Linked DNA regions of Mus musculus: regions 1, 2, 4, 5 and 6 are each linked to region 3. A link is a contact called in public promoter capture Hi-C data. All regions are on one chromosome and are shown on one strand. Each heading gives the region's core, a stretch centred on a gene start, on an enhancer-like site or on the middle of the called end of the contact. The rest is flanking DNA. Distances are from core to core; before and after follow the strand shown. Region 1 holds the start of Vps33a (VPS33A CORVET/HOPS core subunit). Region 2 holds the start of Clip1 (CAP-GLY domain containing linker protein 1). Region 3 holds the start of Naa25 (N(alpha)-acetyltransferase 25, NatB auxiliary subunit). Region 4 holds the start of Rsrc2 (arginine/serine-rich coiled-coil 2). Region 5 holds the start of Diablo (diablo, IAP-binding mitochondrial protein). Region 6 holds the start of Zcchc8 (zinc finger, CCHC domain containing 8).

Region 1 (4,488 bases), core at 1,319-3,818, 2.2 Mb after region 3:
CTCAGAAAGTGAAGTTATTTCCCTCAAGCTACTCAGAGCACGGCCACGTGTCTTCCATCCTACTCCTAACATTTTGCCTTGTCTGGTCCCACTCTTCCAAATGATGGCCGTCCAACACTCTGACAAGAGGGTGAATGAAGGTACTCGGAACATTAAAGTCTTTATAAAGACACTTGGACAGGAAGAGTTCAGCAGGGGAAGGCGCCTACGCCAAACCTAATGACCCGCGTTCAATCCCTGGGACATCCTTGGGAGGACAGAACTCATTCTTACCAGTCGTCTTCTGACCTCCACACAGGCACCTACCATCCTCCAAAGTAAATAGAAAAACAAACAAACAAATGTAAAACAAACAAACAAAAAACTTTTAAAGCCCAACGTCTTTTAAACCACAAAACTCCGAGGTACCTGAGTACATTCTCAGCAATTATGTCCATCAGCTCTAGCCTGGGTCTGACCAAAAAAATGATGTTCTTGACATCAGCTGCGGGCAGACGACTTCCTTTAAGTGTGAACATTTTTTCCACTTCATGTTCCTAGGAAAGCAAGCACACACAGAAGACCAGTAAGAACCCTGGACTCTGTCCTTCTCAGATCGGTAAGTAATTCAGAGTCCCAACCAACCAAACACATGAAGGACCAAGCTGAAAGATAAAGCCGTTGTTTCTGCATCCGCAGGCCAACCATTCTGACACAGCATACCGGCCAAGGCTCTGCGGCACAGTCACACAAAACAGTGCTTGTGCGCAAAATGGTTGTTTCTGTACCGTCCGTCCGTCCCGTCCCGTCCCCCGTCCCCCCCCACCCGTGGGATGCTGGACATCAATTTCGGCATGTTGTGCATACCAGGCAAGCACACTACCACTGAGCGGCACCCTCTAGGCTGAATGTTAATCATGTATTAATACCAGTGTTTGTTCAGCTCAGATAGCTTTGCAAGTGATTATTCAGGAAGATATGTTAGAATCCCATTACCCGCACTAGGCTAGATTAATTATTAATTCTTGGATAAATCGCATATGCATATTACCTTTAGTAGTGAGTACTGTGCGATCAGTCCAAATGGTCCTGTTAAGTACTCATCCCACACTATTGCCTGTAAGAGGGGAGAAGCACTCAGAAATTCCACCACCAGCAACAGAAAAGGCAGTTATAACCAGTAAGAATATAATTTTATAAGGTTTAATATTTTCCCTGCCCCACCCCCACTTTAATTATGTCTAGTTGTATGTGTCTGTGCCTGGGTATGTGCAGGTGGGTGCGGTTCCCCTCAGAGGCCAGATCCATCAAATTTCCAAGGATCTGGGGTTACAAGTGGTTGTCTGTAGGTGCCAGCAACTGATCTGGGCTCCTCTGGAAGAGCTACACTCCCTCTTCACCTCTAAGCCACCTTTCCAGAATATTCTTCTAAAAGTTAGAGTTAGGATTTTTAAAGGCTCTGGTCACATTATAGCCTAAGGGTCGAAAAGAACCTTCCACAAAGGGGGAAATTTCATGATACTGGCATCAAAGATCCCTGCTTCCTCCAGGAGAAACACTTTGTAAACCTGGTCCACACAATCTATTATATCTGATTTCGACATCATTTTCAGTTTAATACTGCCCCCTGTGATTTAATAATCTGCCTTTTTGACTCAATGACTTAGTTGGAGCTATGTTTACAAAACTGATTCTTTTTGGGTGGGTGGGGGTAGGGAGTGTTCTTGGTTTTTTCAAGACAGGGTTTCTCTGTGTAGCCCTGGCTGTCCTGGAACTCACTCTGTAGACCAGGCTGGCCTCGAACTCAGAGATCCGTCTGCCTCTGCTTCCCAAGTGCTGGGGCTAAAGGCGTGCGCCACCACTGCCGGGCCCAAAACTGATTCTTTGAGCATCTGTTTTGTTTTTTTCTTCAGATTAGAACTTCCCATTCCCTGTAGAGGGATGGGGTATGATTAATAAATCTCAGAATAGAGGGAAAAAATGCTTAAAAGAAAACCTCACAGCATGGCTCATGCCTGTAGTGCCAGAGGCGAGAGAAAGGAGGAGTGCCGGCAGGAACAGTCTATATAGCCAGGAATAGGCTCAAAAATAAAATGGAGAGCCGATCCCAGCACTCAGAGGCAGTGACAGGTGGATCTCAGTGAGTTCGAGGGCTACACAGCGTTACCCTGTCTCAAACACTGAGAGGAAAACAGGAAGAAAGGAAATTCTATGAAGTCCCCGATCTAGACAAAAAACGATCCATGTTGAAGTTACGAAGTGACAGCTTGTCTTTCACAAGCTGTGTGCCGAGGGCTGTGGGCGTGCGTGCTTCCAGGCTGGAAAGGACAACTGTCTCGCAGGTCGGGGAGCTCCCGGCCAGGGGCTGTCACTGAGCGGGCGACCTGATCGCCCCCACGGCCTCGCACAGTCCCGCCCGGCCAAGCTTGGTGGCGCCGGGGCCCTGTCCCTCACCTTGCTCCCAGCGCACTTGTCCAGGAACTCGCGCAGCTCCCGACGCACCGCCTCGCGCAGCACGTTCAGGTTCACTCGCCCGTACGACAGGTGCGCCGCCATCTTGCCCGGGCACCCGCATTTCCCCAGACGCCGCCTGCGTCACGTGACGGGACGTTCACGTGATCCGAGTCGCTGAGGCACATTGAACGCGAAAGGCGGAGTCCTGCTGACAGTGATGCTCCTTCAAGGTCCTAGTGCGCATGCGAGGAGGAGTCCCCTCCCCGCCCCTTTCTAAAGTATTTCCCTACCATGCCTAAGAATGGTGAGCAGTGAAAATTGACTTTGTTTGTTTGTTTTCGAGACAGGGTTTCTCTGTGTAGCCCTGGCTGTCCTGGAACTCACTCTGTAGAACAGGCTGGCCTCGAACTCAGAAATCCGCCTGCCTCTGCCTCCTAAGTGCTGGGATTAAAGACGTGAGCCACCATCCCCAGGTCTTAAGGATGGAATTTAGATGTTATTTGTCGCGTTTAAAAGCACCATCCTTGTGTCTTCACAGCTAGAATACTGGTGTAAAATGGCGATCGAGGCCAAACTACAAAATGCACCTTACTACACCCAGTAAGTGGTTCAATCGCAGAGCAAGCTTATCTCTCCAAGTTCAAGGCCAGCCTGGTAAACATAGCGAGCTCCAGGACAACCAGGGCTACACAGTGAGACCTGTCTCCACATAAACAAACAATAAATGGACTGGAGAGATGGTTCACCAGTTAAGAGCACCTGCTGCTCTCCCATAGACCAGGTTCCCAGGATCCACAGTATAGCTCGTGACCATCTGTAACTCCGGTTCCAGGGTGTTGTGTTTTATAAAACAAGAAAAGGAAGCCAGGGATATGCTTGATAGAGTGAGGTATGGTGAGGTGGAAGGTGGTGCCTCTGCGAGCTTATGCTGAGACATCCCTTCCCCATGAGGTAACAGCCATATGACGGATATAGTATGGAATAGAGTTTATTTAGGGCATGGGGAGATGGGGAGGGGAGTTGAGGAAGGAGGTGGGGAGGGGAGAGGAGGGAAAGGGGAAGGGAAAGAGAGAGGGGGAGAGGGAGAAAATAGAGGCGTAGAGGCCGGCCAGGAACACGTGGAGACAGACAGGAAAGGGGAAAGGAGAGAGAAGGGAGAGGGAAGAGAGAAGGTAAGAGAGTGGGGGGGGGGGGGCCGCAAGCAGCCTCTTTTATATTGAGTCAGGCACACATGGCTGTTGCCAGGTAACTGCGCAGCAGAGCCTGGAAGAAATGCTAACACGGGATCTAGTGCCCCTTTCTCACCTAGGAGAGCAAGGCACACAGCACTGATAGATACTTTCAGGCAAACACAGTTTAAAAAATAAGAGAGAGAGATGGCTTAGTGGGAACACGCTGTTCTTCCAGAGAACCAGAGTTGGGGTTCCAGCTCAAAACTGCCTGTAACTCCAGCATTCCAGTTCCACATCCTCTATGCCCACTTCTGATCTCCATGGACTCACGGCAAGTTAATGATACTGAAGTTGAGAATAATAATCTGTTGCAAGGTATTATTCTTATTTATATTTTATGTAAATGAATATACTATCACTCTTCAGACACACCAGAAGTGGGCATCAGATCCCATTACGGATTGTTGTGAGCCACTGTGTGGTTGATGGGAATTGAACTCAGGATCTCTGGAAGAGCAGTCAGTGTTCTTAACCACTGAGCCATCTCTCCAGCCCCCACAAGATATTATTTACAATGTTTTTTTTTTTAAGCATCTGTGTGGGGAGACAGTCATTTAGTAGATATTCAAAGGCAAACACTAACACTTTTGAGAGTTTCTAAAGAGTTGTGGATTACTAATCAGAGATGGAGTAGCACAGCCTATAATCCCCACTGGGGAGGCAGAAGAGGAGGAGAGTAAGTTGTGAACCTGTGTGGTCTACATAGTAAGGCCTTATCGCAAGGTCTGGGGATATAGCACAACGGTACAGGTACAGTGCTTGCTAGGGCTTGAAAGGCTTTTGGTTTGACCCCAATCACTAAGTAAATAAATAAATAAATGGA
Region 2 (5,010 bases), core at 70-2,569, 2.3 Mb after region 3:
TAGACTGCCGACTCACACCAAAATGAAAAAAAACAAAAACAAAAACAAAAAAAAAACCAAGGAAATGACAGAAACATATCCACTGTCTTAATAAATAAATAAGTAAATAAATAGAAACAGTAGTTGGCAAGTTTTTGCTAAAAAATGGGTATGCACGTGGATTCCAGACTTAACGAGTCATTTCTTCATACCAGAGAGGTGGGGCTGGGCAGGGAGGAAGGGGGTGGTGTGCGGTTTCTGCCAGATGGGAAAAGCCACATGAAGCGGAGAGACTACGGGATGTCAGGGCAGGACTCCAGACTCAGAAAAAAATAAAAATAAATAAAAATTAAATAAATTAATCCGATATTCTGTTGTTCTCTCCCCAATAACGCAACACCTCCAGGTTCGAGACAAACCACAAGGCTCTCTGCTTTTAAAATAGTCACCCCATCCCCACCCCCAACCCCGAACAAGTGTCATCTGTCTTCCGCGCCAACCCCCGACCGCGCTGGCAGGTTCGGGTTACCGGGCAGCGGTGATTTCAGAGATCTGGCACCCTGTTTCGCCCTTCTACCTTCACAGAGAATCACGCTCCAGGGGTCTGAAGGAAAACAAAAGCCCGGGGCCGAACAGCCAGGGACCGGGAACCGGGGCCCGAGCCGGGCCGGGCTGAGCCCGAGCGCCACGGGGCAAGGGCGCCCTCCATGCCGGCTCGCGGCCGGCCACCCGGCGTCCCGGGCCTGCCCGAGGAAAGCTCGCCCAGATGGCGAGCGGCGGGAGGCGTCCAGGGCAACAGGTCGAACCGGACCCGCGGCCTCTGGGAGCGACGGAGCCGTCCCCGGAACCTCCCCCTCCAAGAGCTGGGGAAGAGGACGCGGGCTCCTCCGAGAACGGCTCCCGAGGCGGCGCAGGGACAAGGAGTCCACGCTCCATCTTGAGGCGGCGGGAGGAAGGCAGGCAAGGCCCCGGGCCGCGGCTGCCAGGGCCCGGACGCGCGCGGCTCGCACGCAGCCAGCCTTCCCCGCAGCCACGCTCTCCCCGCGCCCGCCACCCTCCCGGGTGCGTCCGCGGCTCCTCGGCCGCCGTCCCGGTGCGTGGCGGGAGCTTGAGACGAGCCTTCCCTCCCGGCGTTTCCCTCCCGGATCCCCGGGCGGCGGGAAGGAGCGGAGGGAGAACGGGTGGGACGGCGAGGAAGGAGAGATGGAGATGGGGCCCGCGCTTCGCTCACCGCCTGGGACGCCGCTGGTCGCCGTCACCTGCCTCCCAGCAGCAGCAGCAGCAGCCGCCGCGGCCGCCGCCTCCCGCCTCCCCGGCTCTTCGGCTCGGGGCGGGGAAGAGAACGTGACGCGCTGCCGCCGCCGCCGCGGGGCCGGGAGAAGACGCCGCGCCGCCCCTCCCCGTGCCCGGGCCGCTGCCGCCCGCGAGCTCCCCTGCCGCCCCTTTGTCTGCCTGCTCCCCTTGCGAGCCCCTAAATCCTCCACGATAAGGAGCAAGATGCCGGGGGACGGACCGAAGGGCCTGCAGACGCGGGTGCCTTGGCATTTCAGGCTTCTCCCTGTTTCCTAGCCAAGTGTGCCCAGAATATGCAAGTCACCCCGGATGGCTACCCGTAGACTGGACCAACCGCAGCCTGCCGTTTGGGGATGGGATGGGGTGCGGTTGGAGAGTGGGGGAGCTGATTGATTTCATTGACCTCCCTTTCCCGCCTAGAGCAGGGTGATAAATCCGTTGCCCCAAGTTGGAAGGGAGATGCCCATAGGCAAGCTCAGCTTGGGATGAACGGTCTCTGCTCTCCAGGAAATCACTGAGGGGTTAAAAAAAAAAAATCCTTTGAGATGAGCCCAGGGCTGCAGCCCAGTTAGTTTAAGAAAAGCGTCTTTTATTCGCCCCAGTCGTTTGGACAGAAGCCCAGGTTAATGTCCCGTTCGGGCTCCTCCCCAAGCAGGGATCCCCTTGTCAAGCTTTTGAAAGGGACTGGAGAGGACGCTGCAACAGCCGGCTCAGGGCTGCGCTAGCAGAGGGCGGCCAGCATTTCGCTCCCATGGACCATGGCAACCCCAGAAGTTTTGCAGCTCCCGGCAGAAATCTGCAGCTGTTGGAAGCCCAGGTTTCTGCAGTGACTCAGTATTGATGGAGAAGGGGCCAAGGAGGAAATATTCTGAAGGGCGACCTCCCTTCTTGACCTTTATTTAAAACACCATTGTGTCTGGGCAAACAGGCACCTCAGAGAGCCCAAGAAGGGAACTCCACTGGAAATGCACAAAGTAAATTTCATCTGCAGACCCTCCTGTCCATTTAAGCCTTAAATCACACACACACAAAAATAATCTATTATTCCACCTGAGCCTGATATGTGAGCTCCAAGGTCAAGAGGTGAGAGTACCCTGGGAACCCAGAATTCATTCCTACTTAGGCAAGCAATACTTACCCGCTGATCTGAGTACAATTCAACTCTGTTTTTCCTCTCTTGGTTATTCCAGATGGTTTCTGTGTGTAATAGCCTTGGCTGTCCTGGAACTCTCTTTGTAGACCAGGCTGGCCTCAAACACAGAGATTTGCCTGCCTCTGCCTCCTGAGTTCCAGGACAGCCAGAGCTACACAGAGTATACATAGAACCCTGTCATAAAATTTATAATAACAAATAAATAAAATATTTAATAATAATAATAATAATAATAATAGCAGCCAGGCCTATTGGTGTGCACACTGACAATACTAGCCTTCAGGAGTGGGAGGCAGCTGAATCTCTTGAGGTTAACCTAGCCTGCTCTACATACCATCCAGGGCTATATCCTGGCGATGAGTAAAAATGTATTGGGGTGGCAGCAGCACACGCCTTTAATCCCAGCACTCAGGAGGCAGAAGCAGAGAGAGCTCTGAATATAAGACCAGCCTGGTCTCCAGAACGAATTCCAGGACACCCAGGCCTACACAGAGAAACACTGTCCTGAAAAACCAAGAAAAAAAAAGTGGAAATGATGAGAGAATGACAAACTGCTGTTTAGAATCCCAGGATGAGCTCTCAAAGAGAACCAGCCAATGACCACAAAAGCTCCATTCAGCTAACCAAGAACAGCAGTAGGCACCATCCTGCAAACTACACTCCAGGCCTTCTCAATAGACTAGGGCTCTGAGTACAGACGGCTTTACAATGTGGAGGGTGACCAAAGTCACTTATAAGGTTGCCATCACATATCTAAGATCCTGTGCCTTTTTAAAAATCCAGTAAGGCAGGATATCTGTGAAATTGGTGCTTGATGCAGTAGTTCTGATCAATGAATATCTTTTTGAGTGCACACACACAAAAAGTTGAGACCTCCTTCCACAACATCCAACACAGTGAAGTACATGGGGACACATGTTCACAGCATTCACAGCAGAAGTGGGTTGTTTGTTTGTTTGTTTGTTTGTTTACAGCAGAAGTATTTGATATAGTCAAAAATCGGGAACAGACTGAGAGTGTTAGCCCAGCATCACAGCACTGGGAAGTCAGAGGCAAGTGGATCTCTGAGATCCACATAGGTCTACCTCGTGAGTTCTACACCAGCAAGAGACCCTGTCACATAACAGCTAAGTAAATATACATGTTTTTAACACTTAGTATATTCACAGTACAGTTCCTCAAAATGTTAAACAGAGTTCCCATGTGATCCAGCATTTATACTCAGAGGTATAGTCCCAAGAGAAATTAAAACATGTGTTGCAGGGCTAGAGAAATGGCTCAGAGATTAAGAGCACTGGCTGCTTTTCCAGACTACCCAAGTTCAATTCCCAATACCCACATGGTAGCTCACACCTCTCTGTAACTCCAGTTCCAGAGTTCTGATACCCTCATACACACATACATGCAGGCAAAACAGCAATGAACATAACATTTTTTTTAAATGCTATACAACTGCCAGGGTGTGCCTGGTGGTAAGTGATAGTACACGCCTTTAATCCCAGCACTCAGGAGCCAGAGACAGGGCCAGCCTCAACTACAGATGGAGTTCCAGGACAGCCAGAACTACACAGAAAAACCCTGTCTCAAAAAAAATTATATATATATATGTATATACACACACACATATGGTGTGTGTGTGTGTGTAAAATATATAAAACAAAAACAAAAACCAAGCAAACAAACATCTTGGTAAACTGTTTGTGAGGGCAAGTGTCTGTAAATCCATCCCTTTGAAGGTGAAAATGGGAGGATTTCACATCCTAGGCTAGCCTGGGCTACATAGCAACTTCTAAATTTAGGGTAGGCGGGCTCCTCTAGTGATAACCCCATCTCAAACTAAGCAAAGTAAACATTCCTGGCAGCATTACTCATAAGAACACAAACAGAAACAGAAATGATTTTCAACTGGTGGGATGGAAGGCACGATACGAAAGTGCAATGCATTTCTACATGTTAAAAACTATTTAAACTTTTCTCTAAAGGCACCCACTTGTTTTAATGAGTATGGGCAAGACTGGGGAAATCTGTATGGGGGAAGTATGGATGTGTCAAACATAGCAGTGTCTCCTTGTGACACCAAGCTGTAGTGATAAAGGACTGGTGAACGCTGCGAAGACTGACTGGAAGATGAACAGAAGACACCCTTGTGCATTAGGTTTTACTTCCGATGAGTCTCTTAATTGATTTGAAATATAAAGCTGAAATAACAGGGTCAATGAGATGGCTCAGCAGGTAAAAAGGTGACTGCAGCCAAGCTTGGTGATGTGAATTCGATCACAGGGTCCCACATAGAGGAAGAAGTGTATGAGCTCCTACAAGTATCCTCTCGCCGGGCAATGGTGGCGCACCCCTTTAATCCCAGCACTTGGGAGGCAGAGGCAGGCAGATTTCTGAGTTCAAGGCCAGCCTGGTCTACAGAGTGAGTGCCAGGACAGCCAGGGCTATACAGAGAAACCCTGTCTATATATATATATATTGATATCTGGCCAATTGTTGATTTGTTAGCTTGAGATAGACTCCCATTTAGCCCAGGCTAGCTTGGTCCTTGTTATGTAACTAAAGAAGACCTTGAACCTCTTGATTCT
Region 3 (4,921 bases), core at 2,011-4,510:
GGAAGGTATTGATCCCCTAATTGGTTTTTGATTGTGTCAATAAAGGAGGCAGAAGCTAATGTTTGGGCAAAGAGAAAAAGGTGGGATACACCTTTAATCCCAGCACTTGGGAGGCAGAGGCAGGAGGATTTCTGAGTTCGAGGTCAGCCTGGTCTACAGAGTGAGTTTCAGGACAGACAGGGCTACACAGAGTAACCCTGTCACGAAAAACCAAAAAACCAACAAACAATCCAAACAACAACAACAACAACATTTTTAGCCCAAGGTTTGTACAGGAAGAAGTGTTAAGCTCATTATGAGAGCAGAAGTGTTTGGTTCACAAAGTTTCACGGGAATCAGGCTGGCATGGTAGGTCAGGCCTATCGTCCCAGCTTCCTTGAGGGCTGAGGGAAGAGGATCACCCGGACTGCAGAGGAAGTTCAAGCCCACCATGGACAAGTCCTGTTACCCCCGTCGAGAAATCAAAAGTAAAAAGAGTGTTAGGGATGCCATTCAGTGGTAGAATGTTCTCCAAGTATGCATGAGGACCTAGGCCCAATATCCTGATCACCCAAAACAAACCAACAATAACCCCCCCACCAAGCTAGTGTGGTGGATACAACTATGCTCCTTGAATTGAGGAATTTAAGGCAGGGGGATCAGGACTTTGAGGCCAGCTGAGGCTATGTCTCCAAATCCAACACAAGAGGCTGGAGAAGGGCTGGCAAGATGGCTCAGTGGTTAAGAGCACCGACTGCTCTTCTGAAGGTCCTGAGTTCAAATCTCAGCAACCACATGGTGGCTCACAACCATCCGTAATGGGATCTGATGTCCTCTTCTGGAGTGTCTGAAGACAGCTACAGTGTACTTATAATATAATAAATGAATCTTAAAAAAAAAAAAAGAGGCTGCAGAGATAGCTCAGCAGTTATGAGCTGTTTGCTCTGCCATAGGACCAGAGTTTGGTCCCCAGTGCTCACGCTGTGGTTTGAAATGTGCTGTGACTCAAGTCCAGGGATCTGACACACTCTTGTAGCCTCTGATAGCTGCAGGCACATATGTGGTGCACAGGCGTCCATGTAAGGGAGTGCCTGTACACATAAAAAGAATAGGGCAGGAGCGGGCTCCAGGGGTGTGAGCTTTGGATAAGCAAGCATGATGTCTTGGCTTCTGATCCTGAGCACACATGGGAAAGGCTGGGCTTGCCTTACTGTAGCTTCAAATGGAGGACGGCAGAAACTTGCTGGCTGCCAGCTCAGCTGAAAAAATAGCCAGCTCCACGTTCAGTTGAGAGACCCTCTCTCAGGTGAATGGGATGAGGACTGACAGAGAAGGACAAACAGCCACCTTCTCTCGCCTCTTCAGGTACTCATTACCCCCACACATGTATGCATACATACAAAAATACTGAAAACATTCTGTGTACTGCCTGGGTCTATGTAGTTAAAAATTCTGAGCCTAGGCAAGTCCTCTGGGTGTGTGCTGATTCAGGCGTGTGTATGTGTGTATGTGTGTCATTTTGAATGTAAACTTTAATTTAAAACATGTGTATAAGCATTTTGTCTGCATGTACAACTAACTGTGCAGCACCTGTATCCAGTGCCCAGAGGCCAGAAGAGGGCCTCAGATTCCCTGCAACTAAAGTTACCGACAGTTGTGGTGCTGGGAACTGAACCTTGGTTTGTTTTCCTTCCATTTTTCCTTCCTTCCTCTTCCTCCTCTTTTTCAAGACAGGGTTTCTCTGTGTAGCCCTGGCTGTCCTGGAACTCACTCTGTAGACCAGGCTGGCCTCAAACTCAGAAATCCACCTGCCTCTGCCTCCCAAGTGCTTGGACTAAAGGCGTGCGCCACCATGCCCTGGCAGCTTTCACATTTTTACAGTGGATTACAACCTTTCTGAAGCTGCAACCTTTTAACACAGGGCCTCATGTTGTGGTGACCCCTACCCCCAACCATGAAATTATTTCATTGCTACTTCATAACTGTAACTTTGCTCATGTTACCAATTGTAAACATCTGAAATAGAATGAATGAGGGTCACGAACCACAGGTTGAGAACCACTGTGGTAGACAGAGAGACCCTCCACACTTTGGGTATTGGAGTGCCCACACACATATATACAGAAACACACATGAAATAACCAATGGTAAGCTTTTAAAACTTGTAAGGGACACATTCAAACAGTTATACATCTGTACAGGGTACTATGTATTGCCCCATACTTGTATACATTGTGTAATGTTTAAATCCCTAAGCTAAATCAGCTCAAACATGTACCATTTCTTCTCCCTCTCTTTTGAGACAGGGTCTTCCTATGTAGCTAGCCCAGTCTGGCCCTTACTAGCCTCTTGTCTTAGCCCCTTCAGTGCGGTAGTTACGGATATACACCTTACATACCGCTAAAGCTACAAGATTCACTGGTCTGTGAAAGTGTTACAAACGCCAAATCCAGTTACATGCAGCTGGAGAAGAGGAGCCATGAACTGAGGGAAAAATTGTTGGGGCAAGGAGGAATGCCAGCCAAATAGGGCAAGCAACCACTTGGTGGGAGAACCTTTTTATTTTTATTTCTATCCATTTCTTTATAGGGACAGGGTCTCTACATAGCCTTGGCTGTCCTGGAACTCATTATGTAGACCAGGCTAACCTCGAACTCAAGGAGATCCGCCTGCCTCTGCCTCCCGAGTGCTGGGGATACCTTTAGCTCCTTGTCATTATCGCCGCCCAAATAGCACTCATAACTCTGGGCCGTGCGAATTGTAAATCTGTACAAAGAAAGCTCATTATACCGTCTAGTGCCGTGGGAATGTTAAAAGCAACCTACTTAAAGAGCTTGCACTAGTGTCTAGCCACGCACAGCACTGAGTTCAGGGAACGGGTGGAGGAGGGCTCGCAGGCTTTTTCTACAGTTTCACTGTTGGGCAAGCACGCTCCCAGGGCTCCCACTCAACAAGTTCCAGGTTGCTTCACCATCAAGGGCCAAAACCAACTGGTTCTTCTAGCTGTTACAGTCAGTGAGATTAAACCGCACTCTCTCTCCACGCCTTCAACCACAACAACCGCCCCTGGGGTCCCGATGACTCCGCAGGCAAAAAAAAAAAAAAAAAAAAAAAAAATCAAACCACAGCGCCAATTAAAGGAGAGGCGAGCCACCCTTTCTACGCAGGCGCACTCCGCCGTACCTCCCCTCCACTATCGCGATAGGTCGGCGAGCTCGACGCTGGCCCTTTAACGGCCCCTTCCCGGGGGCCTGCTCAGCGCTTGCGCACTGAGGTTCTGCGCTTGTCATCATGGCGACGCGGGGCCATGTGCAGGACCCTAACGACCGGCGCCTCCGGCCCATTTACGGTGAGTACCCCGGAGTCGGTCTGTTAGCCACCGCGGCGAGACAAAGCGTGCCCCGGTTCGGGCGAAGGCCAGGGAGGGTCGCTGGGGTCGCGCGCGGGGTGGGGCGGCGAGGGGGCGGACCGCGCGGGGCGCTAGGCCGCAGCCTCGCCCTCGCTTAGGCGCGGACCCCGGCGTCGCTGGACCCGGAGGCGACAAGACAACGGTGGGTGCGCGCCGCTGTCAACTCTGTGCGGATCGCGCCGCCGCTTGGAGACCAGCGCTCCCGGCAGGTTGTTTTATTCCAGCCGCTCCCGAGGAACCCCCGCGCGGTCTTTTCTTGCAGGTGACAAGCGGCTCAGGCGCGACGGTGGGAGCGCTCGCCTCCGGAAGGGAGATACCCCAGTGATGATTGCTCTGGGTACCAGGATGAGGATCCGGGGAGGGCTGTCTTACAGAATGTAGTCTAAGTGCACGTGGGGAAACTGAGACCCGGAGAAGGGAAGGGGCTGATGCAAGGTCACTGAGACCCGAGTCCCATCCTGATGCAGGAACAGCTGTTCTGGGCACACGTGGGAGGCGGGGGGGAGGGGGTCGCGGGCCCCGAATAGCGGGCAAGAGATGGCAGGAGCTGGTGTTGCCGGAGCGGCCGGCCAGGCTGCTGGAATGGAAGGTTTTTTGTTTTTTTTAACCTTTCAGCACCGTGTCTGAGGTTTATTCTCTGCCTCTTGACTTCCTCGTGCTTTTGCTTGCGTTGAACCCTCCTCACGGCGCGCATCCCAAACCCCGCAGGCTTTCAAGATGTGTCTTTATCGTCATCTTCCCACCGTAATAGAATAAAAAGAATCACCAAACTGAGTCAGAGAGAAAACACTTTGCAGTGACTGAGATGTTCTGTTATTGGAAGCGGTGCCTTATTTATTTATTTATTTATTTTATTTAATTTTGCCATGTCTCGCTCGCCTCGTTGATGGTTGTATGGTCTTGTCTCAGGTAATGATGAGGAAGGAAGCTTTATCAAGGTCAGTGCTTTTTTTTTTTTTTTTTTTTTGGCTACAGCAGACCTCACGTTTTCAGTGTGGCTATGGGTTTTGGGCTCTTTCGTTTTTAGGGGTTTTCCTCTCCCCTTGGCAGAATGGGTGCTTGTGTCTCTAGCAAATTGGTACATATGTGGGTTCTTGCTTGCCAGTTTGATGTCTGTGCACCACGTGCATTCCTGGTGCTTGAAGAGGGGCATCAGGATGTCCTGGATCTGTAGTTACAGACTGTTGTAAGCCAGGGTGTAGGTGCTGGGTCTGGAACAAGACCTCTCTATGTAGCCCTCGACTGCGTGGAACTCATAGAAATCACCAGCTTTCTGCCTTCCGAGTGCTGGGATTAAAGGTGCCACCAAACCCAGCTGCTCATTCCTTCCTTTTTTTTGAGACAGGGTTTCTCTGTGTAGCCCTGGCTGTCCTGGAACTCACCTTGTAGACCAGGCTGGCCTCGCTGGCCTCGAACTCAGACATCTGCCCGCCTCTGCTTCCCAAGTGCTGGGATTAAAGGCAGGCACTACCACTGCCCAGTACTCTTTTCTTTTTTTAAGTAACAGGTCTTGAACTCCTTAGGTGGACCAGC
Region 4 (4,538 bases), core at 808-3,307, 2.4 Mb after region 3:
CTCAGGTTCAGATGCCCGTGTGTCCAAAGCTGCCCCCAAACTTTTCAATCTCCTGTTACAGCCTCTCACTAGGAACCCTTTTTCTGAAAACCAATATGAGAACTGAAAACTACAGAAAAAGAGGTTTAGTCCAATAACGCTTATTCTGTAGCATGCTCAGAAGCCTGGTAACAAGAGGAACCACTGTGTGACACAGGTTATGAGCAGTCATTTCACATACAAAACACACTACAGAATAAAACCCACTTCATCATTAAACCCATGAAATAATAGGCGTCCTCCCCATCCCCCGGAGACTGAGAGCCAAAATATCAATTAGTCAGTTTTACTTCAGTTTAGTAGAAATCCATAGAAACACTGCCTGCAAACTGCAATGTTCAGTCACTGGGTCTATAAGCCACCCGTTTTCCACATTTAAATCGTGAAAACCCTAGACAACAGCTGAAGCACAGCATACAAATCCCTTTAGCAGAGGATTTGATACTAGGCCAGCTCTCTGGAGGATTACGTTTACAGTGGACGACACTGCAGAAAGCCAATAACTGAATTTATCTCACTTAAAATAATGGAACACAAGGAAAATAATACCATTCTTTTTTTTTCTTTTTTTTTTTTGGTTTTTCGAGACAGGGTTTCTCTGTGTAGCCCTGGCTGTCCTGGAACTCACTCTGTAGACCAGGCTGGCCTCGAACTCAGAAATTCACCTGTCTCTGCCTCCCAAGTGCTGGGATTAAAGGCGTACGCCACCACACCCGGCAAATAATACCATTCTTGAAGTATACTAAGAGGCCCAAGACACTAATCCCACAATTTAAAAAAGCTTGCCTACTCTTTGAAAAGTCAAAAAAAAAAAAATCATTCTAAATTCATCTAGAAAGAGGGTAGTGAGATGCAGAAAAACTACCTGTACCATTCTAATTTCAAATACTCCAACTATCAGGAAAAGTAAGCCTTATTTGCAATATGAAGTTAAAACCTGTCAGTAAAAGGAAATACAGAATGCTTACAAGAATATTTTCTTTCGAAAACCAGAAACAAATTATCACAGGCTAATATGATTCATTAGCAATGAGCATAGTATATATCCAGGGCAGGCTTCCTGTTCAGGTCTCTTAGATACGGCTTCCATTTGGTTCAGGAAGGGGGTCTTAAACAATGCTGCGGTTCTCAAAGGTTTCGGAGTTCGGGGGCAGCATGGCCTACAGAGCGAGTTTCAGGACAGCCAGGGCTACAGAGAAACCATGCCTCAAAAATAAAAACCCCAAAAAACAAAAAAAAACCAACCCCCCCCAAAAAAAAACCTCATAAATCGCTTTAAAACATAAGGGACTGGAACTAGATAGACTTTTTTTTCCCCTCTTTAAGTGAATCCCAGTTTCAACCAATAAGGTTCGCAAAACTAGAAGTAGCCCTATCACTGAGGGATCGCTCAAAGATAAATAAACAAACAAATAAAAAGACTGTGTCCTCCTACACTGCGCCTTAAGGAGCCTGCCTTTTGACCCGATGCGTCCCAGAGGATACTTCTGGTCTTTTTTTCCTTTCCGGTCAAATGCGATAAAGCGCCAAGCATGAACGCAGAAGCCTTAGGAAACGCAAAGCCTAACACCAGTCTGGGTCAAAGAGCTAAACCCCACAGTTCGGTGGGCTTCTGGAGAAATACTGGGTCAGGGAAAATGATGAGGAAAGTTCTGGAGAGGGAAAGAAAAAACCAAGCCATTCCCTGCGGCTCCCCACCCCCAGCCAGACGGCCTTACCTCCCCCTCCCTGCAGCAGGAAGCCATGATGGCGAGCGCAGCGAGCGGCCGCGGCGCCATCTTGTCCACACACAGGCACGGACAACAGCCCTGATGAGCTGGTCGCCCACTCTGTGTTAAAGAAACAAACAAACAAAAAACCCAGCCTGGCCTTCGAGCTCCACTTAGTACCTACCGCCATTATTTTTTTGAGTCCCGGCCGCTAAGGCGGCGCCTCTGCTTGCCCGCACTCAACAGTACTGGCCGCCTCGAAGCTTCGCCACAGACTGAATCTCTTGCGCGAGAGACCCGGATGGCACAAGAAAAAAAAAAAAAAAAAAAGGGGATGAGGCCGGGCCAGGCGCGCAGCTTGCTGGGAGAAAAAGTGGGTGGCGATAAGAGTTTCTATAACAACGCGGTTCGAGGCGGTGATTGGTTAGTCTCTCGAAGGGCGTGGCGTGAAGCCTACGAAGTGGGTGGGGCCAAGGATACCTCCCAGAATGGATGCTCGGTATCGGGAATTCAATTTAGTTTAGGGCGGGGCGGTTTCCGCGCTCAATTTTGAGCCAAGTTTGGCCTGCTCCGGCCTCCGTAAAAGGGGTTGAGCACGGTATTCTCCCGCCAATTCAAATCAGTGGCAGGGAAGGTAAAATGAGTAGGGGCGGTTGTGTCCGTCGGGAAGAAGTGTGAGACACTTGAGAATTCTCTTTTTAATTTCGTCAGCTGCTGCAGGTGAGACGTCAGCCTTGCGGCTCGATGGGAGCGGGAGGAGTGTTAGGTGGAACCAGCAGGGGGCTTCAGTCCGTCTCTGGGTTTTATCGATCTCTAGATGATGGCGGGAGAAAAAAATTAGAGAGGATTCTAGATGGCAGGCCGTCTGAGTTTTCGTGGATATAGCTTCATCGATAGTGTTTCATCTGATTCATGACCTTGTATTGGCTCGTCTGTTTTTTTTCCGCACTCGGTGATGTCAAAATCTGTTTATCACCTGTTTGCTCTCTTTCACCAGAAGAAAGTGTAGTCTTAAACGGGGCAGTGGTGGCGCACGCCTTTAATCCCAGCCCAGCATTCCGGAGGCAGAGGCAGGCGGATTTCTGAGTTCGAGGCCAGCCTGGTCTACAGAGTGAGTTCCAGGACAGCCAGGGCTACATAGAGAAACCCTGTCTCGAAGGAAAAAAAAAAAAAAAAAAAAAAAACCAAAACCAAAAAAACCCAAATACTTGACACAGTGTTCAACCATTTTGTCGTTGTTGTTCCCTCAAGACTATAAACCTCAGGGTTGGGAATGTTAAGTCAGTTGGTAGAGTGCTGAATAACTGGTCTAGCCTGTGGTCTGAGTCCAGACTCACAGAGCTTTGTCCTGTCTTTGCCTCCCAAGTACTAGGTTAAAGGCCAGTCTGGCTCAGAACTCAGAGATCCACCTGCCTCTGCCTCCTGAGTGCTGGGATTTAAAGTCGTGTTATGTTCTTAGCAGGAGCTCTTTTCCTTTATTCATTACATTCCTAGCCCAAATGTTATCTGCTTCCAGATAGCATATTATCAGACAATTCAAATAGAGTCCCAGGAACCATCAAAACCCAGAACAAGCAGGACGTGATAGCTCTTGACTGAAATCCCAGGAGTCTAGAGCTGAGGTAGGACGATCCTGAGTTCAAGTTAGGATCAAGACCTTTAGTTACACAGTGAGAGGCTGACTCAAAAGAAAAAGTTATTCAAAACAAAACAAACAAACAAACAACCCTTCAAGCCAGGCAGAGATGTCGCATACCTTTAATCCCAGCACTCAGGTGGCAGAGGCAAAAGGATATCTGAGTTTGTGGTCAGCCTGGTCCATACAGTGAGTTCTAGGCTACACACACACACACAAAACTCCTTCAAAACAGCCTTAGTTTTAGCTAACTCCAACATTCCCCTCCCACTCTGTGTGTGTGGACAGGATCTTGCAATACAAGCTTGGACCAGACCAAGGTTCCCCAAATTTGAAATTATTCTTCTGTCTTCGCCTTTGGCATGCTGAGATTATGGGTGTTTGCCACGATGCCTGTCTACATTATGCTCCTACATGTATACGTATATTTTCTTTACATTTATTGTGTGTGTACATTCATAGGTCAGAGGATAACATTCATGCAGTTCGTTCTTCAACTTTGTTGCTTCTTTTTTTAATTTTTAAATTTTGTGTCTTGAGTTTCTTTATATAGCCTTAGCTTTGTAGACCAGGCTGGCTTCAAACTCACAGAGATTTGTCAGCCTCTGCCTACTGAGTGCTGGGATTTAAAGGTGTGCACCACCACACCCGCCAACCATGTGGATTCTTAATGGAATTCATATTGCCAGTCAGGTTTGGCATCAAACTTCACCCTTATAACAACCATCTTGCCAGCCCTATATTACTATTTTAAAGATTAAAATTGGGGCTGGAGAGATAGCTCAGCGGTTAAGAGCACTGTCTGCTCTTCCAGCGGACGAGGGTTCAATTCCCAGTGCCCATGGGGTGGCTCACAACTGTCTGTGACTCTAGTTCCAGGGTATCTGATGCCCTCACACAGACATGCATGCAGGCAAAACATCAATGCACATTAAAAAAAAATTAGAAAATTGTAGCCACCAGCAGCCTGGGTTACTGGGTTCCTGAAAGGAAAGCTCGGGACGGATGGGAAGGTTGTGAGAGAAATAAATTAGCCAAGACCAAGTTCTCTGATCAAGGCTCAATGTTTAAAGAGCCAAAAGCCAAAAACTGTTCTTTCGTACACTGTAGTGTTCTTGAACTTGTAGGCCTCCTGTCTCTGTCTCCTGCGTGTT
Region 5 (4,839 bases), core at 1,590-4,089, 2.1 Mb after region 3:
GTGACTTTCCCTATAAATCACACATCGTTAAACCTCAAAGCAAATCTTCTCCCAAGCCTGTGCTTTCTCATGTTCTACTGACCCAACATAGTGCTACACAGATGTCAGCAAACATCAAAACATACATCTCTCTAGCAGCCAGAAAGAGGACAGTTGACCCGGAACTCAGACTTTAATGAGATGTGACTTGGTACTGAAGAAGCTAGGACTAGAACAGCTAAGGTCCTTGGAAGGAAGGAAGGAAGGAAGGGAGAGAGGGAGGGAGAGAGGGAGGGAGGGAGGGAGGGAGGGAGGGAGGGAGGGAGGGAGGAAGGAAGGCAGGCAGGCCTGGCTGGCATGAGAGCAACACAACTGGCTAGGCTACTACAGTGCAGGCAGAACTAGACACAGCTCTGTAGCACATAATAGAGTCATGGAGTTCTGATGGCAGGTCCACACCACAGGACAGTGACTGCAGCGGCTCTAGGCCTGTGGCCCACAACTGACTAGTAACCAGGACTTAAAAAGCTGAAAATGAAGAGGATAAACCCATGGTTTTTCAAAGGTGGGGGCAGAAAGAACCTTGGGGGCTGGCAAGATGACCCAGCTGTTAAGAAGACACTTGGGCTGCTGAGCAGGACAACCCTTCTTGCAGCTGCCCTCTGATGCTCTCAGCCACAACCCAAAATTTAGCTCTTCTCCATAAACCACACAGCCAGTGACAAAACAAAACAAAACAAAACCCATCACTTTCCTATCAGCTGCTCACTGACATTTCTAAAATGTAACTTTCTTCCGATGGAGACCCACTCCTCTGTCCCAGCAAATGGTAATTCAAGTGGGAAACAGCTCTCCCTCACTCATGTGCTGCCTGCCAGCTATCACCTCATCAAACTGGAACATTAGCCAGATCATAATATTCCAAGAACAAATCCTTCAAGGCCTTCAGAGAAAATCCAAAGCCCCACAATGAGCCACAAGGATCAGTCACAGTATTTGAGCCCTGGTTATCTCTCCAACCTCACTCCAGCCCGCCCACTTTGCTTTGCTGCATACCACACAAAATACACCTTCTAGGCTTGCCAGGAACCCCTTCTGCTGAAGGCCTCTCCCTCACCCAGGCCACTCAGTCAGCTTTCTCCAAGCTGTCTCACACCACTGCACCATATTTTTCTTCACATTACATCACCAGCTGACTTTGTTTCTTTTCTGACACAGGTCTTCTCTGTGTAATGGCCCTGGCTGTCCTAGAACTCACTCTGTAGACCAGGCTGGCCTTGAACTCATAAAGAACTGTCTGCCTCTGCCTCCCAAGTGCTGGAATTAAAAGTGTGTACTACCACCTCCTGGACTTTTGGTGCTTTTTAAAAAAAAGGCCAGGAGGTGGTAGTTCATACTTTTAATTTATATGAATGGTGTTTTATATGCATGCCTCCAAGTGTGTCTGTGTGAGAGTGTCAGATTCTCTGGAACTGGAGTTACAACAAGGTGAGAGCTGCCTGATGGCTGCTGGGAAACACATGGCTATTCCTCCCGTTTCTGCCTACCCTCCCCACTTCAGTTCTTTTACAATGCATTTTTAACCTCAGGACCCTCAAAGGTTAAGCAGCACATGTGCAAAATTTAGCCCCTTCGATTTTGGTACAAGAATAACGGTCTACTTCCCAGTTCAACTGATGCTCAGTTTCAGGGGTGGTGGAGTGGGGGCAGAATCTGTTAAGAACACTGTTTCTATAACATGAGAAAATGGGAAACGTGCTCCACTCGGAAGATGCGGGTTTAGTACAGTACATGGCATCATGGAAGGGGGTACCTATGAAAGTGTGGCAGCTTGTCCAATGCTCAGGAGTTCACTAAGACTTGGAAATAGTCTCTGGGGCAAGTCAGGGTCCGGGCGTTCTTTCCCTGGCCCCTTTACCCTATATATAATAGTCACATGACAGTCCCTTACCTGAGCAATAGGAACCGCACACAGTGTCATGCCAAATCCAGTCAACACAGTTTTGTGCCATGGTTTTATCAATTCTGAGAAACAGCGTTTCTTAGAGTTAGCCAAGACAGGAAAACGCTGTCTGTACCTGGAAACATAAGTCAAAATTTAAAAAGCCCAAAATCAATCTGTAAAAGGCTCTGTGGTCTGCAGGAGTTTTGGACCAAGCAGTAAATGAGACTAAATGAGGAAGTGCCCGCAATCTTCTAAGAAAATAAACCACAGGACGGCCAGTTAAGTCTCGGCACTCGGGAGTCAGGGGCATGCGATCTGAGTTCCACGAGCGACAGGTCAATGCGCGTGGAAGCGTCCCGCCAGGCGGAGAAGTTTCAAAGTCGCCGCAGCCGATTAGCAACTTGACGCCAACGTAAAACTCTCCGGAGTGCGCAGGATTCAGCTTTAGACCCCGGGACCTGGGTTCCAGGTGTCGCCAATGGTCGCCTCCAGCAAATCCCGGGAGCGAGCCGCTGTCGCCGGTGGCCGAGTTTACGGGGACCCGTGCTCTCTCTAACAATGCGCTGCCAGCCAACGCCGTGGCCCGGCTGTCCCTCAGTGTCCCTGGGGACCCCCCAAAGCCAGCCCCCGGGATGCGTGGGAGGAGAACCACTTTCAGGCGCCCGTCCCTGATGGAGGACGAGGGACGAAGGCGGGGGCCCGCCTCTAACTTCAGAAGAAGGCGGGACGCGGCAGCACCACGGCCCGGGGCCGACGCACTGGCCGGCACGGCGCTCCCGGTTCCTCTCCGCCGCCGCCCGCCCTCTGCTACCGCGGCCGTACCTGAACAGAGAGCAGACGCTCCGAGTCACCCAACTTCTCAGAGCCGCCATCCCGCGGCGGACCGACGCCGGACGCACGCGCCGGAAGTGACGCAGCATAGCAAGCAGAAGCGCAAGCGAGGCGGGGCCCAAGGAGCCCGGAGCTTCATGGTCACGCCCCCAGAGGAGGACGCGGTTGCGATTGGACAAACGGAGTGGGCGGGGCCGGGACACCAGGAAACCGCTCTAACGGTCGCACCTGGCTTCCAACCGCTCCGACTTCGTCGCCGGTCCCCGCAGGCTCCAGTGCACGGGTGCTGAAGCCGGGTCGCGCGCCGTGACGCGGGCAGCGGGCTGGGGGGCGAGGCGAGGCGGGGCCGCTCCTGGAAAGGGAGACTGTGTGGCCAGGGAGGGGAAGCTCGGAGCCACGGCGAGGCGCGGTGGGGCGGGGCGGAGCAGGGCGGGGCCGGGGCGCTGTCACTTCAGCACCAAGAAGTAGGTGGTCCAGCCGGCCAGCAGGAGCGCCCCGATGAGCACAGTGTAGCTGAGGAGCACGAAGGCGAGCAGCTCCCGCAGCAACTGCAGCACGTGGATGGTGGACGAGGTCTGCATCGCCCTGCAGAGACCGGGAGCCTGAGCACGCACAGGCTGCACGCAATGAACAGTACTCTTCCAAGGCCAAGGAAGCCCAAAGTGCTATTCTCCCCTACACTGAAAGTCTAAAGCAGTAGTTGCCCCCCACTCTCACTGGCACTTGAACTCAGACAAGGGAAGGAGCCTGGTCTTTTCCAGTCCTGACTCTGTATTAGGCTCCAACCGCCCTCTCTTCCCACCATCTCTTGCATTTTTAATGGAGCTGGTGCCGCTAATGGGCTAGTGGAAGACAGTTTTATTTTCCCTTCACTCAAGCCGCAGCCCTGTCTATGGCCCTGTCTCATAGTGGAGGGGAAGCAGCAGGACATTGCTCATTCCCTCCGTCATTCCCCTGGCCTTGTCGATGATAGATTTTAAGGATTTTTTCTTGTGTGTGCCCCCAGTATGCTTGCCTAATAGCCAGTCAGGATTAAAATTGAAGGGTGTCAAGTGATGGGTACTAACTCGATTTCACTCATATCTTTCTTGATATGCTTTATGCATCTGCCCTTAGCTAATTTCACCTCAGATGCTAAGAGTCACAAGCTAGCTCAAATTCATTGCTGCCTTGCCTAGCAGTTACCATCAATGGCAGCCTCTAGTTTCCCACTCTTCCCAATTTACTTACTTGGCAAAGTTTCCACGACTCTTCCACCTCCACAGCTTCCACAGCCGCTCTCAGGTATGGTGAAAGTAGACTTGTACGCACTCCAGAGATCTGGGCAGAGCTGAGAGGTCTTCAGGCAGCTGGAGCACTCAACAACTAGGTGTGGTCTAGCGACCAATTACAATCTCTGTGTGGTTTCTGAGCTCCCAGGGAGCTGCGCACAGGCAATGCCAGACCAGGCGGGGCATTAACAGCCCTGCCCGCCCTCTGCCTGCATTACCTCCACAGCCTACAGGATGAGGCATCAGCAGTTTCCAGGACTTCTGACTCAAATGGGCTGAACAAGTGGTACACTAGGGGGTATTTCAAGCCCCTTCTTGTCTTGCTTGTCTAAATACTACAGACAGGCTGTACTTCCAATACTGCTAATACTGAGAGCAGCCCAGTTAAGTCTGGGATCTGGCAGAACCACTACACATTCACCAAGACTATCTTAGTAATGGAAAAGCTGCTGTTTTAAGAACGACAAGTGTGAACATGAATATGTGTGTGTGTGAGAACCATAGATGATAGCCCCAGAGCACGTGATCCTAATTTACAAAGTTTAGCAGTTTGCAAACTCAGTGCCCAGGCACTTTCCCAGTATAGCCACTTCTAAATTCAACGACAAAGGTGAGGCCCAGAAGGAGCCAGCTGGGAAAGCACAGAACATGTTCCCGTTCTGATGGAACAAAGGAAAAGTGACCAGGAATAGACAGCGCATCCTTCTGCTTGTACTCGATTATAAAGACTATTATTGACCTCTGAGAAGCAGGCAGTGTGGATGGCAACCCTTTTATAACATCATCATCCAGAAGCAAATGGCTGCTTAATGT
Region 6 (4,642 bases), core at 858-3,357, 2.3 Mb after region 3:
AATAAAAATATTTAATGCTAGTGTGGTTGCTCCTGTTATCCCAGCACTTTCAAGGTAGACAAACAAAAACCAATAAGGTTAAGGCCAGTGTAAACATACAGTGGATTCCAGGCTAGTTTGGGTTACAAGATGAGAAACACTGTCTCAGTAAACCCACCCTTGCCTGTCCAAAACAAAATCCCACCAACCAACCACCACCAATAATAACAACAGTAATAATAACAGCTGTAAAGAAATCATCGGCTAACATAACTGTAAACTTATTTTATCTTACCAGAAATGTGTTAAATATGAACAGCTGGGTCTAACTTGCTTCTCTGAATTGTCAAGCAAAAATTTCTGGATTGAGGAAAAAGACCCACTAAGTCTGTTTAGACATTTAACCCACTTACCAGAATTCCTTTATACCCCTAAGTCAACAATAAAGAACCGTTACTGAATTCTTCATTGGATTCTGAGTTGTGGATGATACAAAAATTCCTTTTTCTACAAGGATGCTGTGACTAGAGAAGGAGAGCCAAGAGGCAGCTCGTGTGTAATTTCAAGATGTCATACCTGGGTCTTGTCAGAATGTTCAACTTTCTTTTAAGTTCTTGATGTTATTACTGGTTAAGGAATATCAGTCCTCAGGACATAACAACCAACCACTAAAACTTTCACTTTTGTTATCCAAATGACATAAATGTAAAGGAAGGCCCCGTAATCAGTACTTTGAAGGAAAAACACTGGGTACATGTTTTGCCGAGGGCAGGACAACTGGACCTGAACATTAAATAAGGTCTTCATCTCTTTGAACATATATTCTAAGACATGGTCCTGGAGTTCAGAAACAGTCTAAGAGATGAACCAAAAATTTCAGTTAGACCGCGGTGTTCCCGGAACAAGTTGAAGCAATTAAGAAAAATTTCCACGTCAAAGCATAAAGATAAATGATAAAGTTAATATAGCAAAATGTTTGCAAGAATGTGAGAGAACCCCTACGGATATGAAATACACAATCCTTTCAACTCTCTAGTATTTTATAAATTTTCATAATAAAGTGTGTCACGGAAAATGGTTTCATGAAAAAAAAATCAGACTTGAACTTCAAAAGTTGACATAACAACCATGCTCAGGGTTCAGGCTAAGTTCCAAAAGGAAAGTTACCTGAACCAAAACTACCTAAGAACGGGAAATTAACATACTAGCAAACCCACAAACGTTATAATCACGTTAATAAAGTCAAAGGGAATTTTGGCGCGTTTTTCCCGGAGCACCGGGAGGCAAGTTAGCTCAAGAAATCAAAACGATCTGGACAATTTAGCAAGTCTCTTCGCATGCTAAATCTTTAAGGTCGTCCCCCCCGCGCCCCGATTCTCCATCACAGTGGGCACTCGTAGCTTTCGTCCCTCCACAAATCATCCCACTCCCCGGCTGCGACGCCCCGCACCTTCAAACGCACAACTACACTACGACTCGTCTCTTCTCGAGCTTGGCACGCAAAGTTAGAAAACACGGTGACCTCCAAGACCGGGAGAGAAGTGTCTCCAGTGTCACAACAGTTGAGAGCAGCTTTGAGTTGGGGGGCCAGGGTGGTGTGCACTGGAGGACGCTCGCGGGGAAGGGATCGCGCGCGGGCCGCGGATGCAGCTTCTGCAACCGGACCGAGACTCCCGCCCGCCCGCCAGGTCGCGGGAGGAAGGACTTCGAATGCTAATCTTCTTGGAAATTCCGCCGTGTCCCCCGCCCGCCGCCACCCAGACCCCGAGTGCCAAGTGACACCCGGCCCATCGCGCCGGAAGGATATTCTCGGCGCGGAGCTGCTCGATGGTGGCCTCGCAGCGCCGGAGCTGCTCCTGCAGCTCCGCATCGCCCACCCCGTTCTCGTCGTCGTCGTCGTCCTCTTCCTCCTCGTCGTCCTTGAACCGGGTGTGAACGGGCTTCGGCGTCGACTCCTCTGGTGGGTCAAACGCCTCGAAGAGCTCTAGGTCGCCAAAATCCACACCGGCCGCCATCTTGGGCTGTGGGAAAGCTTGGAGGGCAGGGGGCGAAGGTTGGAGGCCAGAGCCGCTCTCCCTGGAGGCTTTTCTCCACACACAGGCCTCCAAAGCCGTCTAGGGGCGGGTCCTGGACGGAGACTACAACTCCCAGAATGCCAAGGCCGCCCTCATGCCTCTTTCCGAATGGGCCACAGAGCGTGGCATTCTGGGATATGTAGTTTCTAAGCGACGGGACTCATTGTTTGCGTTGCACACTGGGATTGCTCTTTTTAAAAAAACGGTTCTGAATGAGTTAAAACAATATGGATTGTCCCCGTTAGGCGTTTAAAGCTGAAGGAATCAAAGCCGGATACATGGCTTTGACAAAATGTGGTGCGGTTCCCCAGCGTCGAAAAGAGAAGACAGGAACTCTACCTTTGCCGTAGATAAATGTGCTCTCAGACACAAGCCACTTTATTTTGCTTGTTTCATTTGTAAATGAATGAAAAATGAAGTTATTCCACTGCCTACTCTCATGAACTCCTATCAGGGACGAAACAAACAGAAAAACCAGAAAACCCTTTATTATGTTTCTACTTTCATATGCCGCTGGATTTGAATGGATATTTTCGTCATCACATGTTAAAATCACCGGAAATTATAACCTGTAACAAATAATGTCAGGTTAGTTATGGTCTCTGTTGGAGGCCAGCTCCTGTAGCGCGTTTAGTGATCCAAGGAGGGGTTGATGATATTAATGTAAATCAGACAGACAGACACAAACACACACACACACACACACACACACACACACACACACACACACACACGGTGAAGCAAGGCTTCAACAAGCGTCAACAACTTTATTACTTCTCCCATAACTTATATCTTCCAGCAAAATCTCCCAAGTAGTACAAAGATTACAATGTGGCTACATTTTGTAAGTGAATGATTATAATAAATACACAAGCAAAAAAAAAACCCCAAAAACAAAACAAACAACCCCCCCCCCCAAACCCAGCATGTTACACCATACCTTTTACAAGATTGAAAGTCTTAGGTATTATAAGTGAAAAAAAAAATTAAATAAATTATAATAGATTAAGTGTAAGCAAGCAAGCTACTTTTTCTCAGCCAGTTCTTGTACTACCAGGCTACAATTTGCAGTTATAATGAAAAGATCAATTATTTATCTTTTAAAATAATCTTATAAAAGAGTATTTAGAATCAGAAATCTAAGCTTGTGTGTGTGTATGGTGTCTGTGTGTGTGTGCACGCATGCACACAGAGGCAAGGTTTTTCTGTGTACCCGTGGTTGACCTGGAACTTCTGTGTACCCATGGTTGTCCTGGAACTAGCTCTGTAGACCAGGCTGTCCTCAAACTCACCAGCCTCTGCCTCCCAGGTCCTGGGTTTAAAGACTTAAGCTACCACCACCTTCCTACTTTAAATCCTCAGTTGTACACCCACTCACTGATTTTTTTTTATCAAATTATATCAGGAAGATAAAGGTAAAAATAGATACAAGTAATTATCACTTGATGACCCATCCAGCCTTAGCAAGAAAGCCACATAAGCTAAGAACTAGCTCAGCTACCATTGTTCTTGTTCCCTGACCTCAAAAAAATTCCTGGTTCAACTTTCAAAAGTATACCAGTCTGGATATTAAATTGTTCCCCAAAGTCCTATATATCAAAGCAAAAACTTTTTTTTTTTTTTTAGTATTTTATTTTTATTTTATACGCATTGGTGTTTCACTTCATGTATGGCTGGATGAGGGTGTCAGGTCCCATAGAACTGGAGTTACAGATAGTTGTGAGCTGCCATGTGGGTGGCATGAATTGAACTCAGGTCTACTGGAAGAGCAGCCAGTGCTCTTAACTTCTGAGTCATCTCTCCAGTCCCTAGCAAAAACATCTTAACCTAACTTATACTAACAATTTACATCTCCGAGTTCTTTCTGAGGGTGGGGGTTGAATCATGAACCTGTTTCAGCAGCATTGCTTGAAAAACATCACTCATCAACAGTGCCAATGACACTGCCCAATGAGTGGTTGGAAGCCCCTCAGAGTTTTCCTACAGTTCTTAGATTATGAGGGATGAGATGACTGTGAGGGGAACAAGCAGAGTGAAACCTCCACACCACCACGGAGTCCTCAAAACATGTAGTTCTCAGCACACCTATCGTGGTGTGCTAACCGGTGGGCCAAGTTCCATGGGTTAGCTCTTTTTTCTTTCTTTCTTTTTTTTTTTTTTAAGATTTATTATTATATGTAAGCGCACTGTAGCTGTCTTCAGACACACCAGAAGAGGGCGTCAGATCCCATTATGGATGGTTGTGAGCCACCATGTGGTTGCTGGGATTTGAGCTCAGGACCTTTGGAAGAACAGTCAGTGTGCTTAACCGCTGAGCCATCCCTCCAGCCCCGCATGGGTTGGTTCTAATGCTGTTCTGCTTTTCCTCCTGTGGCTGAGATCAGGTGGCATATTTAGAAACAGGAATTCAAGGCCATCTTCAGAGACAGTGTTTGAGATGTGCCTGAGCTACAGCAAACATCCTGACTTTTCCCTTTAAGAGATAGAAGGAAAAAAATGAAAATGAAAAATGAAAATGAAAAAAAAAAGGGGGGGGTAAAAAGTAAAAAAGAAAAAAAATACTGTTAGTGTTAGTGAAGAACTGAAAT

What was found. Promoter capture Hi-C pulls out the DNA fragments that hold promoters and counts their contacts. Capture Hi-C pulls out chosen DNA fragments and counts their contacts.
Region 1: a contact with region 3 is called in a promoter capture Hi-C map of pre-B cells, with 2.8 times the contacts expected there. The contact joins the promoter of Vps33a here to the promoter of Naa25 in region 3. A contact is called at or near these places in 2 of 39 promoter capture datasets (liver and pre-B cells) and 1 of 9 other capture datasets (liver).
Region 2: a promoter capture Hi-C map of liver shows a contact between it and region 3, with 2.1 times the contacts expected there. The contact joins the promoter of Clip1 here to the promoter of Naa25 in region 3. A contact is called at or near these places in 2 of 39 promoter capture datasets (liver and pre-B cells) and 1 of 115 datasets of contacts at active chromatin or transcription factors (embryonic forebrain).
Region 4: a contact with region 3 is called in a promoter capture Hi-C map of adipose tissue, with 2.2 times the contacts expected there. The contact joins the promoter of Rsrc2 here to the promoter of Naa25 in region 3. A contact is called at or near these places in 3 of 39 promoter capture datasets (the C10 cell line, cranial neural crest and pre-B cells), 1 of 115 datasets of contacts at active chromatin or transcription factors (astrocytes) and 1 of 9 other capture datasets (adipose tissue).
Region 5: a promoter capture Hi-C map of neutrophils shows a contact between it and region 3, with 5 times the contacts expected there. The contact joins the promoter of Diablo here to the promoter of Naa25 in region 3. A contact is called at or near these places in 2 of 39 promoter capture datasets (liver and neutrophils) and 1 of 9 other capture datasets (liver).
Region 6: a contact with region 3 is called in a promoter capture Hi-C map of pre-B cells, with 5 times the contacts expected there. The contact joins the promoter of Zcchc8 here to the promoter of Naa25 in region 3. A contact is called at or near these places in 2 of 39 promoter capture datasets (liver and pre-B cells) and 1 of 115 datasets of contacts at active chromatin or transcription factors (astrocytes).

The regions. Positions count from the first base shown.
Region 1 is chr5:123,570,447-123,574,934 of GRCm38.p6, forward strand. Vps33a (VPS33A CORVET/HOPS core subunit) reads right to left here and starts at 2,569. Exons shown (of 13, transcript NM_029929.3): 1 at 2,434-2,569; 2 at 1,031-1,096; 3 at 409-536. The coding sequence starts at 2,535.
Region 2 is chr5:123,683,042-123,688,051 of GRCm38.p6, forward strand. Clip1 (CAP-GLY domain containing linker protein 1) reads right to left here and starts at 1,320. Exons shown (of 24, transcript NM_019765.5): 1 at 1,211-1,320.
Region 3 is chr5:121,394,735-121,399,655 of GRCm38.p6, forward strand. Naa25 (N(alpha)-acetyltransferase 25, NatB auxiliary subunit) reads left to right here and starts at 3,261. Exons shown (of 24, transcript NM_172722.4): 1 at 3,261-3,328. The coding sequence starts at 3,271.
Region 4 is chr5:123,747,357-123,751,894 of GRCm38.p6, forward strand. It overlaps Rsrc2 (arginine/serine-rich coiled-coil 2), which reads right to left and starts at 2,058. Exons shown (of 10, transcript NM_001005525.2): 1 at 1,933-2,058. The coding sequence starts at 1,938. Kntc1 (kinetochore associated 1) reads left to right here and starts at 2,370. Exons shown (of 64, transcript NM_001042421.1): 1 at 2,370-2,468.
Region 5 is chr5:123,521,325-123,526,163 of GRCm38.p6, forward strand. It overlaps Diablo (diablo, IAP-binding mitochondrial protein), which reads right to left and starts at 2,840. Exons shown (of 6, transcript NM_023232.3): 1 at 2,747-2,840; 2 at 1,931-2,057. The coding sequence starts at 2,796. Mir7647 (microRNA 7647) reads right to left here and starts at 1,371; the gene lies at 1,313-1,371.
Region 6 is chr5:123,718,937-123,723,578 of GRCm38.p6, forward strand. Zcchc8 (zinc finger, CCHC domain containing 8) reads right to left here and starts at 2,108. Exons shown (of 14, transcript NM_027494.3): 1 at 1,787-2,108; 2 at 556-598. The coding sequence starts at 1,994.